Regions from separate parts of the Mus musculus genome. Here regions 2 and 3 are each linked to region 1. The links are chromatin contacts, called in public promoter capture Hi-C maps. All regions are on one chromosome and are shown on one strand. Each heading gives the region's core, a stretch centred on a gene start, on an enhancer-like site or on the middle of the called end of the contact. The rest is flanking DNA. Distances are from core to core; before and after follow the strand shown.

Evidence for each region. Promoter capture Hi-C pulls out the DNA fragments that hold promoters and counts their contacts.
Region 2: a promoter capture Hi-C map of hippocampal neurons shows a contact between it and region 1, with 6 times the contacts expected there. The contact joins the promoter of Pkmyt1 here to the promoter of Zfp160 in region 1.
Region 3: a promoter capture Hi-C map of hippocampal neurons shows a contact between it and region 1, with 8 times the contacts expected there. The contact joins the promoter of Zfp13 here to the promoter of Zfp160 in region 1.

Annotation. Positions count from the first base shown.
Region 1 is chr17:21,007,261-21,010,957 of GRCm38.p6, reverse strand. Zfp160 (zinc finger protein 160) reads right to left here and starts at 2,017. Exons shown (of 5, transcript NM_145483.2): 1 at 1,972-2,017.
Region 2 is chr17:23,724,709-23,728,405 of GRCm38.p6, reverse strand. It overlaps Pkmyt1 (protein kinase, membrane associated tyrosine/threonine 1), which reads right to left and starts at 2,070. Exons shown (of 8, transcript NM_023058.3): 1 at 1,765-2,070. 1520401A03Rik (elastin) reads left to right here and starts at 1,955. Exons shown (of 41, transcript XM_017317755.2): 1 at 1,955-2,267.
Region 3 is chr17:23,584,309-23,588,005 of GRCm38.p6, reverse strand. It overlaps Zfp13 (zinc finger protein 13), which reads left to right and starts at 1,754. Exons shown (of 6, transcript NM_001356268.1): 1 at 1,754-2,045; 2 at 2,432-2,568. The coding sequence starts at 2,512.

The DNA of each region.
Region 1 (3,697 bases), core at 768-3,267:
ATTCTTCTGAAAAGGTCACCTGTTCCCTTTGTCTTGTTTCTCATAATGAGCAAACCTAACCAAAGGATTTCCCTGACAATCTGTTGCTGAGTGAGTAGATTAACAGCACTTGTGATAGCAAGTTATATTCAGGACATGGGACTTGGAAGTGAAAGGGTACAGTGGTGAGAAACGGTGGCGTTTGAAGTGAGCAAGATATGAGTTAAATAAATAGCTAGAGCCATGAGTCCCACCATGTGTGAAGAAGAGGCCCTTGGTCCTGGGAAGCTTCTATGCCACAGTATAGGGGAATGCCAGGGACAGGAAGCAGGAGTAGGTGGGTTGGGGAGCAAGGGAAGGGGAGAGGAGATAGGGGATTTTCGGAGGGGAAACTAAGAAAGGGGATAACATTTGAAATGTAAATAAAGAAAATATCTCATAAAAATGTCTATAAAATAATAATAATAAAAAAGATATGAGTTAAAGTACTTAAGTTGGTGCCTGAAGGAGAAAAAACATCACACATTTACTGTGACCGGAGGCAACACATTCTATGCTAAAAGTTAAGTGTTAGGGGGTTAGAAGAATCCCACAGCTCCTCCACACATTACCCCTGTCAAAGAAGGGTGACACTGTCTAAAAAATCTCACATTAGTTCTGGCTGTATAAGGACTATAAAGGATCAGTAAACACCAACAGTATTTATTCATTGAGAAAGTGTCTTAGTTATTTGTCTTAGTATTCCACGCCACCTTTAAAGTCTCCATTTTCCTACCCCAGCTTTCTTCCCACATGCTGGCATTACTGATCTGTGCCACCATGCCTAACACAATACCAGTTAATGCCCATCAGATCAAGTTTTGCAACTCTCTTCCATACCACTAAAATTCAAACAAAAATTAAGGGTTTTTTTATTTCAACAACAAAGACAAGCTCAGTAATAATAACCTTACTATTCCATCAACTTCTGCTTTATCCAGCCTGCCCCTCCCTCATTCTGCACTATCTTATTCACACTTTCTGAAGGGACTTTGCCAGCTCCAGCATGGTGACCATGACTCTGGTAGGCCTTGCCCCTTTCCTCTCTCTGCCTTGCTAAAAACTCTCAGATTACATTCCTAAAGCTACACCCAAAGTCTATTCCTTTATTTGGCCAATTCCTCCTCCTGACACTTACTATGAAGGCCCAGCTATCAAAGCATTGAAGTCTGGCAACCGAAAGGCACCTCTGGCTCACCTAATTAATGTGCCAGCTAAACACCTCGTCCTAATAAGGGGATTCTCATTTTACCTCTATAAGCCGCCATTTGCCTATGGGTCACATCTGTCTCCTCTCTATCTAGAAACAGTCATTTGTCCCACTTCTGGACAAATACTCCTAACCCCTCTCTCTTGCCCCTTTCTGCCCTCTTCTTTGTTCCCTTCCCCTTCTTCCTCTATCTCCTGTCTCTGACCTTTATCCGGGCCTTCTGTACCTCTAAGACAAATAAATCTTTGTGCTGAGAACTTGGTCTGAGAACTTGGTCTTGGAAGTTCTCCCCAGATACTTTCCCTTTCGCTTCCATCGCCTGCTTTTCTTTCTGTCACACATTATGGCAGTTTAGCTGTTCTCTCACCCTCCTCTCCACTCTTGCCAGCATCTCCAGACCCTGCTTTCTTTTTCCTTTCCACCAGGCGCCGCGGCAAGCTGCTCCTCTGCTATTCTGTCACCCGCGGCACTCTCTAGTACCGCATCACCTGGCACTGCCCGCACAAACGATAGTCATGTCTCCTCCCCGACCGCTGAAGCTTTTGAATCCGTGCCCCCGCTCCTTCCTGGCTCCATCCCCTCCCCTGGCTCCGCTGCCATCTCTCTCTCCCACGTTCCTACTTCCTCAGTCTCGCAGCTCTCCGCGTCACCGAGTGGAGCTTTGCACACAAGATGGGGACTCCAGGGCAGAGGTCCGGGTTCTGAGTGCCAGCAACCGGCCTAAAGAATCTGGGAAAACTCACCCAGCTACAAAATTTATGCAGAGCAAAACCGCTTCCGGGTCGCTGCGCAGGAGTGCATTCAGCATTCGCGGTCAGATCCGGGGTAAAATAAGGCGGGACCAGAGAACAAGTGATTGACGCTAACAAGGGGCGGTACCTAGAAAGGAAGCTGCTCTGAGAAGGAAATTTTAGGGCATGCTGGCCACTGCGTGCTAGTGGGACTTGGAACAGGAAACTGTTGCTTGGAGGGGACAGTATTTAAAGAAATGTTTATGGGCTAGAGAGGACCTGAATGCTGAGAATGGCGTGGTGAGGGCTTAGAACTGTTTCGGAAAACAGCGGGGTGGGGGTGGAGGGTCAAACCAAATAATGGACTAGAAGGGAGTGTGGGGATGCATTGGAGAGTAGGATAGTGCTCAAGTACAAGTGGGCATGGGTCTGGCTCTACAAGGGGATTCAGAGTAGGTTGTGTTCTTGGTGCACAGTTCTCAGTCCCTCCTTATTCTCCCACAGGTTCCTAGCTCTAAGGAGCAGGGCTCCTGAGCATTGTCAATCAGTAACCATGCATAGGTAGGAGAGTCGGGGACGATGGTGAATATAAGCAAGCATTGATTTTATTTTTAATTCGAAGAGTTTTATATATAAAAACAATTACCTATTTTAAAAGTTATATTTTCTGTTACAAAAGAGAATTGCATTCACAAAGGTCATGAACGATTGGCATTGAAGATCGATTCTTTTTTTAAGTGCCAACTTTTCTCTTTGTAATAAAAATAACAATTTAAAAATATTTTAAGTGCTTTTTGGCTTGAAAGTTTGAAACAGCATATAAGCTATTTTGGCATTCTCATTGAAAGTTCTTACTGTATCTACTTTAAATAGAAACAAACTCTTGCATACAAGTACATGTGTTCTAAAGGATGTTTGTGACAGCAGTCTGCAGATGTAACTGTCAAAGGTCAGCGGGAATAATTTGAGGAATGGCTAATGAAAAATATTTCTTCTCATTTCCACCATGTAGCATATCTACAGTTCATCAAACATTTCCAAAGGAAGTACACATAGAATTCAACAAACTATCACCAGTATAGAATAATGAGATGCACTGAGTTTCCCTGGTACTTCACCATTGCAAAGTACTTTCAGATACATACTTTTAAATATATAATGAATAGTAATCATTTCACCCTACACTACTGTCTCATGATCCCTACTACTTCCTGCTGAACATTTTAATATATGCATTATGTTAGTAGAAAGTCATTTGCTATTCATCCTATTGAAAGCAGTTGCTCAGAGTCTGGACATCCTCTCTGCAAATGTCCTTCAAAATGCCATGTCCTTGGGCAGGTTGCCCCCCTAAATCTGAAGCAGAGGTAAGAAAAAGAGAAGAGGAAACAAAGATATTTAAAATATGGTATTGCTCTTGAGAACCACTAGAAGGTGAACCATTTCCATAAGGATTCTTTTATCTCATGAATATGTGCCTAGGGTCCTGTACTGGCTGGTTTTGTGTGTCAACTTGACACAAGCTGAAGGTATCACAGAGAAAGGAAACTCCCTTGAGGAAATGCCTCCATGAGATCCTGCTATAAGGCATTTTCTCAATTAGTGAACAAGGGAGGGAGGGCCTATTCTGAGTGGTGCCATCCTTGGACTGGTAGTCTTGGGTTCTATAAGAAAGCAAGCTGAACAATCCAGGAGAAGCAAGCCAATAAGTAACATTCATCCATGGCCTCTGCATTAG
Region 2 (3,697 bases), core at 821-3,320, 2.7 Mb before region 1:
CCTCTGCCTCCCAAGTGCTGGGATTAAAGGCGTGCGCCCCCACCGCCCGGTTCATCTGTGCTTTCTAAATCTGAGATGTATTTTATTTTATTTTTTTGAGACAGTGTCTCTAGTTTAGGCTGTCTTCAAGCTCCCTCACTGTGCAGCCAAGGAAAACTGTGAGGTTTTGATCCTCCGGACACCACCTTCAGGGAACTAGGATCACAGACATGTCCTACTACATTTAGTTTATGCAGTGCTGTATATCAAACTCAGGACATGATTCATGTTAGACAAATGCTAAACCAACTGACTTATTACTATAACTCCAGGTCCTAAATCTGGGATATTTTGAATTATGAAGAGCACCTGGCACCAGGAGTTTGTGGAGCTGCAACTCTGCACAGACATACAGAACGCTGAAGGACTTAAGACATAAATGCTAACTGCTGTCTTTCTTAATCAGTGCTTTAGATAATAGTTGAAATGACTCAAGTATAGTAGTGCCCTGGTGTCAGTATCTTTGTGCCCCTTGGGGCAAAAGAGGGTGTTGGGTTGCTCCAATGTTGTAATTGAAACAAAGGCAAAAAAGCAATAGAAAGTGTCCATTTTAGGGGAAGCCACAATGTATCAAAGGAGCCACACCTAACCTCTAGTAGTAGCTAGATCAAATTACTACTTAGGTTAAGTACTTAAGAGGCTTGCTGGAAGGCCCTCTTGTTATGGATCTATTTACTTCAAGAATCCCATCCCAGAGGTGGCCTTTAGCTTAGTGATAGAGTACATGCCTGGCACCATCAGCGTCCTGCATTTGATGCCCACCCTAAGAAAAAAAAAAACAAATCCCATCCCAGGTCTTCTGTAAGGATCCACGATCATGCTTGTTAATTAAACCTACAGTCTTGAAGGGGACGTGGGTGGGGGAGGTAAGAGTACTTGCTGCCCTTCCAAAGGACCAGGTTTGATTCCCTGACACACAAGCGTCTGTAACTCCAATTCCAAAGGGATCTGACACCCTTTTCTGACCTATGTGGGCACTAGGCACAAACAGACAAAAATACACATGCATTAAAAAGAGTAAAAACTTTTTTTTTTTAAAGGAAGAAGGAATACAGTCTCCATGCCTAGCACCTGGGAGTCCATCACCTTCTGTTTCAGCCAGAGAGACCATTCCCTCTCAATGCCATTTTCATTTCAACATCACTGGTCATTTACATTCTAATACCTCTGGCCTGGTCAAACAGCTTTTATGGGGTGAGAAGGGTTGGTAGTGGAGTCCCGGCTGAGTACAGAGTGTCCCTGAGCCACTGGGTTTCCAGGGACCTCACCCTCTTACTGAGCTGTACCCATCTGTTGACCACCATCTAGCGTTAGACTGTGAGTTTCTCCCGTGCAGGGCCACTGCTGAATCCGTTCGGTAGGCGAGGGGGAACTCTGACAAACCATTGCGTAAACAGGCTGTCACCCGGGGGTGGAGGGGCTCTTCCCAGAGAGCCGCGGGAGAAAGAGAGGCAGTGCTGGAAAAGGAGCGCCCAATGGGAAGGGACAGGGGACCCGCGGGAGTAGGCGGGGCGTGGGCGACAGCGCTGACCTGGAGTCATCCGAGGGCTAGTCCGGCCCGTGACAGACACGGAGGGGTGGGGCTGCTGCAGGGGGGTGGGGGGGTGACCGGATACTGAGAAGAGGCCGGAGGGCAGTCGCGGGGCGCAGCGCGGCAGGAGCGCGGGCCAGGGCGCCGGCGGAAGAGCGGCGCAACCGGGAGATCTCACCCGGGTGTGGGCTCACCTGGGGAGGCTGGGCGTGGCGCAGCGTGGCGCAGCGTGGCGCAGCAGCGAGGTCCCAGGTTCCGGGTCGGCGGGGGCCGCTGGGGACCTCACAGAGGCCAGGCAGGCCGGGGTCGGGCAGCGGGGCCTCTGGACACCGGGACGAAGCACCCTCCAAGAAGGGGAACCGCCCGTGAACGCGCGCGGAGCCAGCTCGCGCCAAAAATTCCAAACCGGCCTCGAGGCCCCGCCCAGGCTCGCCCGTGGTCCCGCCCCCGCCTGGTGCAGCGGGTCTAGCGCCCGGGGCATTGGCCCCGCCTCGCGTCTTGCGTGCGCACCGAGGTCTCCCCGCCTCCGAAGTTTGCCGGAGCGCTCTCACTGCGCAGACGCAACTCTTCGAGGCCTATTGCGGCGGGAACGATCCTTGGCCCCTCTCTGTCGGTATTTGTCGGCCTTCACACTATGGTCCCCACACCAGCTGCTCTCTATTGGCTGCCTTAATATTCGTGTCCATAAAAGGGGCAGGTAAGGGCCCTGCAGCCAAGTGGCATCTCCTCAAGGAGTTGCCACTGGGGACAGCACAAGCGAATGTCCCACTACTTATAATCTTATGCATATTCAGACACCGGTCTTCATCATCCCAGGATAGCGATTGGTAGCGCCTGTTCTAAGACGGTGGAGTCTCCTTGTAAATAGGCTGTCTGAGGCCGATTCTTACATCCTTTAGCTCAGAACCTTGTGCTCAACTGACTCCTCTCAGTCACTTCCTGGCCTCACAACCTCTGGTACATGATGGGTTGTCACTTTTCTTCTAAACGTGGAGCCGAGGAACCTAGGACAATTTCTTTAAAGAAGGTCTGCACAGAACAAAGTGGGGTGGAGCTTGCTTCATGGAGAAAGGGACCTTTATTGATTTCAACTAGAAGTGAAAAATCATGCTTTATAGCCAATCTCTCTAAAATGCTCCTGCAATCTCTTGGAACAACAGTGGGAAGGAAGGCCAGGCCCTACTTAAGCCTGAGATCAAGAGCTGGGGTACCGCCCACCTCCAAGCCCTTCCCTTTGCTTTAGTGACTTTGAGAGCCAGAACAGTTGTGACTTGGTCTAGTCCTTGTTGAGAACCCTAGACAGGTCCCTCTCCAACTATTTAGAGCTATTTTCTGCCAGCTCCGTTTTCTGGACAGGCCTCCCCTTCTTCCAACCATTTATTCCTCAAAGTCTAATTCATAATGATTAAAACACACTAACACACACACAGTAACAAAAAACAAAACAAAACAAAACAAACAAACAAACAAAAAACTGCACTGGTACATGTCTATACCCCAAGCACAGAGGCGGCTGAGGCAGAAAGGTCACATGAGCCTAGGAATTGGAGGCCAGTGGGTACTATAACAATATTCCTGGGGCTGGAGAGATGGCTCAGTGGTTAAGAGCACTGACTGTTCTTCCAGAGGTCCTGAATTCAATTCCCAGAAACCACATGGTGGCTCACAGCCATCTGTAATGCCTTCTTCTGGTGTGCCTGAAGACAACTACAGTGTACTCACATACATAAAATAAATAAAATCTTAAAAAAAGAAAGAAAGAAAAAGAAAACTCAATTAAAACAAAACAAAACAAAAAAACGAAACAAGATGCCTGTCCTCAGATAAACCACTAAGTAAAAGTTGGGTAAAGTGGTGTATAGCTCTGTAATCCCAACACTGAAGACCTGGGGAGGCTGAGGCAGGGGTAATCTCTGAGTTTGAGGCCACCCTGATATATATCAGAAGTTCTAGGCCAGCCTGGGCTACATAGTGAGACTTTGTCTCAAAACCCGGCACAGTTTTATCAATTTGAACCCTGTCTCATAAAGAAACTAGGGAAGAAGTAGAAAGGCTAGGCTGTCAGCTAGCAGGTGTGAAGCCCTTGGTTCAATCCCCAGCGCTACAGGGAGAAATAAAAGCATTTTA
Region 3 (3,697 bases), core at 505-3,004, 2.6 Mb before region 1:
CAGTTAAGAGTCACAAGGAAGTACAAAGTCACAAGTGTCAGGTTATCTCTCAAGACAGTTTCTAAGAGCCCCTAACAATCTAAGAGCCCCTAGCAATAGCACCTTTGCATAGTGGGTTCCAGTAGTGGTCAGGGTGGGTCAGGGTGACTTTCTTTGAATGAATACTCTTTGAACCCAGGAAGCGGGTGGGTGGAGGAAGGAATCTGTTTTATGATTAGCATACCTTGGAGCATTGAGTTTACTACTCTTTCATGAACTTGTGCAGGGAACTAGGGTTGCTCCTTTTTGTTGTTAAATTTTAAAGACAATTTCTTGCCACGTAGCCCTAGTTTCTGTGAATTATGTAGCCCTCTCTGCCTGGCTTCACTTTTTGTACTCCTCTGCCTCAGCCTCCTGATCACTTCTGAGATTATAGGATCAAACCACTGTTCAGCCACTAGTATTTGCCTTTTGGAATGAAAGATCCAGTCTCAAAAGACTCGATGAGTGATGAGCTGTAGCCAGCAGGCACAGGATGAATTCCTGCAGACCATTCCGCCCCAGGAAGTGTTCTCAGGCTAAGACTCCACCCCTCTCCTAACACTGCTATGACCTGTTCTGGATGGAATGAGAAGCACAGTCACTTTCTTCCCCCTTAGAGCCTTAGTTCCCCAGGTCTGAAGGTAGCATCAGGATCTTGGACAACTGAATCAGCCCCTATTTAAAAGTTATTATATTTTGTTGTATATATGTCTGTGTGGCATGTGGGTGCAAGACACTTGGAATTCAGAAGAGGGTGTCAGATCTGCTAGGAATACCACCACGTGGGTGCTAGAGATTGAACATAAGTCTTCTGGAAGAGCAGCCAATGCTCTAAACCTCTGAGCCATCACTCCACCCCTCCACCCCACTCTCTGTCTTTTAAAAACCATAGTATCTTCAGATCTCTGAGAGTTAGAGGACAGCATGGTCTATATAGTGAGTTCCAGGGAAGCTAGGGCTACATAGCGGAGACAACAAATCCATGATATCTTATCTAGTTCTTCAGAGTTCTGTACAATGTAGTTGAACTATACTCATCCCCCATACCTCCCCCTCTCTCAAATTCACCCTGGGTCAGTCTCCATACGCCTCTATTATCGAGCCTAAATGATTCTTTTAAAATCCAATTCCTCTCCCATCTTGTAGACAGGTAGGCATCAGGGTGGGCTACAGAGAGTCTCATCCTGTTTCCTAAGTGCACTCAGGGATGGAGCACTCTGCCAGTTTGGGAGGGTCCAAAGTGCTCCAGAGGAGTAAAAGACCTTCTGATGTGTGGGTGTGGTGTGCGAGAGAGAATGGCTCTGCTCCTTCCATTCAGCGCAATAATGCTGCTCCGTTATGATGACTACAGTGCTGTCTTTGAGTCACAAAACACCAGAAATTATGTTTTGTTTTTGAGACAGTTTCTCTGTGCTGTCTTGGAACTCGCCCTGTAGCCGAGGCTGGCCTCGAACTCAAGGATTCAAGGATCTGCCTACCTCTGCCACTCGAGTGCTGGGATTAAAGGCATGTGCCACAAGGCTCAGAGCATCTTCCGTTTTTTCTGTTTCGTGTTTATAGATACCGTTGGGTATAGTAAGCGTTGAGAGCCAGCACTGACACTTTCTCCCAAGCCAAAAGCAGGTGCAGCAGAGGCAAGGGACCCCAGGACCGGAACCCTCAAATCTGGGAACTCTGTAAAGCTACAGCTGAGTTGGGGAATGGGATCTGGAAGGAACTTCCTGTTGTCCCTAATCCCAGCCTCCACCGGGCTTCTCCATCCGTTCTGTTCTGGCTGCAGACACTGGTTTCACTCTAGGGAGGGGGTCTCCATTCCCACCTTCACCCCCGGGTCTCCTTTGTTTCCTCCTTGTGTGAAGGGGATGCTAGGGAAGGCACATGGAAATCGGCTCGTGCAGTCAGCTTGCAGAAGGGGGCAGGGTCAAAGGTGGAATGCTGGCAAGCGATAATGAAGGGGCTGGACCCAGGATTGGGAAGATGAGGACACGTACCACCCAGACCACGACCACGATGATCGTTCCCAGGTGGGAAGCTGCAGCTTTGAGAGAACGGCTGACGGTGGCAGCTAATTTGTGGGTTTCAGGCGAAGCTCTGTGTCCGGCTGGGGCACACAGCAGGCATCAACGCACTGGCGCCTCCTTGGCAGGCTCTCCGCAGAAGTTTCTGCACCTCATTGACAAGAAGCCCTGATTCAGCCCTCACTTGCCATCACCTGGCTTCACTGAGATTTAGGGCTCTTGCTTCAGTGACAAAGGGGACAATACCATTCCTTTCCGAGAAACCAGAAAATATCATTCACCGCGGGGCACCGTAGGGGCTGGCAGACTTCGTATGCACTGTGGTCAGGCATGGGGAGTGCTGGACACTTTGGAAGTGTTCCTACGGTAGTGATTACTTTCCTCTTTTCCAGGTTCTTGGCTAAAACCTGGACGGGGCTCGACTAGCAAGGGAAAGAACCATTTGCTGTTTTTCCTGGCTCTGAAGTGGAAGATGTCTGCAGACAGTCAAAGCATCGCGGCTACTGAGAACGAGGAGAAATCCCATGAGGTATCCTGGGATCCTAGCTAGGGAGGGATGCCTTGAACTGTAGGAGAGGGTGTTTTCAAAACCTGTGTCTGGACAAAAGGAAGCATGAGAGTCACTGTGGGAGAAGAGGTGTAATCATGGAAAATAGCTTCCAACTGGTCTTTTCAGTGTAACTGGTTTTGTTCTGTCCAGTAAGGGGCATAGTGCCCACAGAACACAGGAAAGTCCTCTACTGCCCACTTTCTTTCTCTTGGGTTGCACCTCCTCATAGCTTACCTCTCTGTGTCCAAGTTCTAGTTCTGCCTGTTACTAGGTGTGTGCGTGCGTGTGTGTGTGTGTGTGTGTGTGTGTGTGTGTGTGTGTAATCGCCATCTTTGTGGGTCCAGGCTTGGACTCCCGGTCTTGGAGCTAGAGGATTCTGACTCAGCCTCAGGCCTGGTGTGTTACCTTGGGCAGCCCTGCTCTGTGGGAACTACTTGTGCTGTGTGTAAAGTTGACTCACTCCCACTTGTCTTACTAGGTCACTGGTAGGCTCGAAGGAGATAATGAGTGTGTGAGTCGTCTGTAAGCAGTTTGTGAGCCTGTAACTGATGACTCCTGTGGTCCATGAAGCGAGAACACCCAGAACTACCAGACCAAGTCAGCGGGACTGGGATCCTCCCACCTAGTTCTGTTGGTGTTATAACTATTAATAAATATACACTGGTACAAGTACTGCTGCTTTTATGGTGTAGACACTTAAAGAATTGTTACCAGTATCCAGTGTCCCTTCCTCTGATACCCAGTGAGCCTTGTGTATCTGCATTCTCTGCTGATGTCATACCCTGTCAGCTGCACACTGGTGGAGCAACAGTTGTAATTGCTTGCATTGCTCTTTGTTTATCTAGAACTTTCTGGAGTAGACAACTGTCTCTCATTCAACCTTCTAACTGTTTTATGCAGGCGATAGAGCAGCTGAGTCCAGACCAGCAGTCAGTCCCAGGCAGGGAGGGGAAGGCCAACTGGCTCCATCATGGTTTCTAGGTGGGAACTCATCAGGCGTTCACCCCCCAGTGTAAGGGAGGCTTTAGAGCTTGGTGGTTCAGGCCCTTCTTGTATCTTCCAGCCTGGGTGTGTTGGCTTCTTGTGACTGCCTGGGAAGTTCCCATTA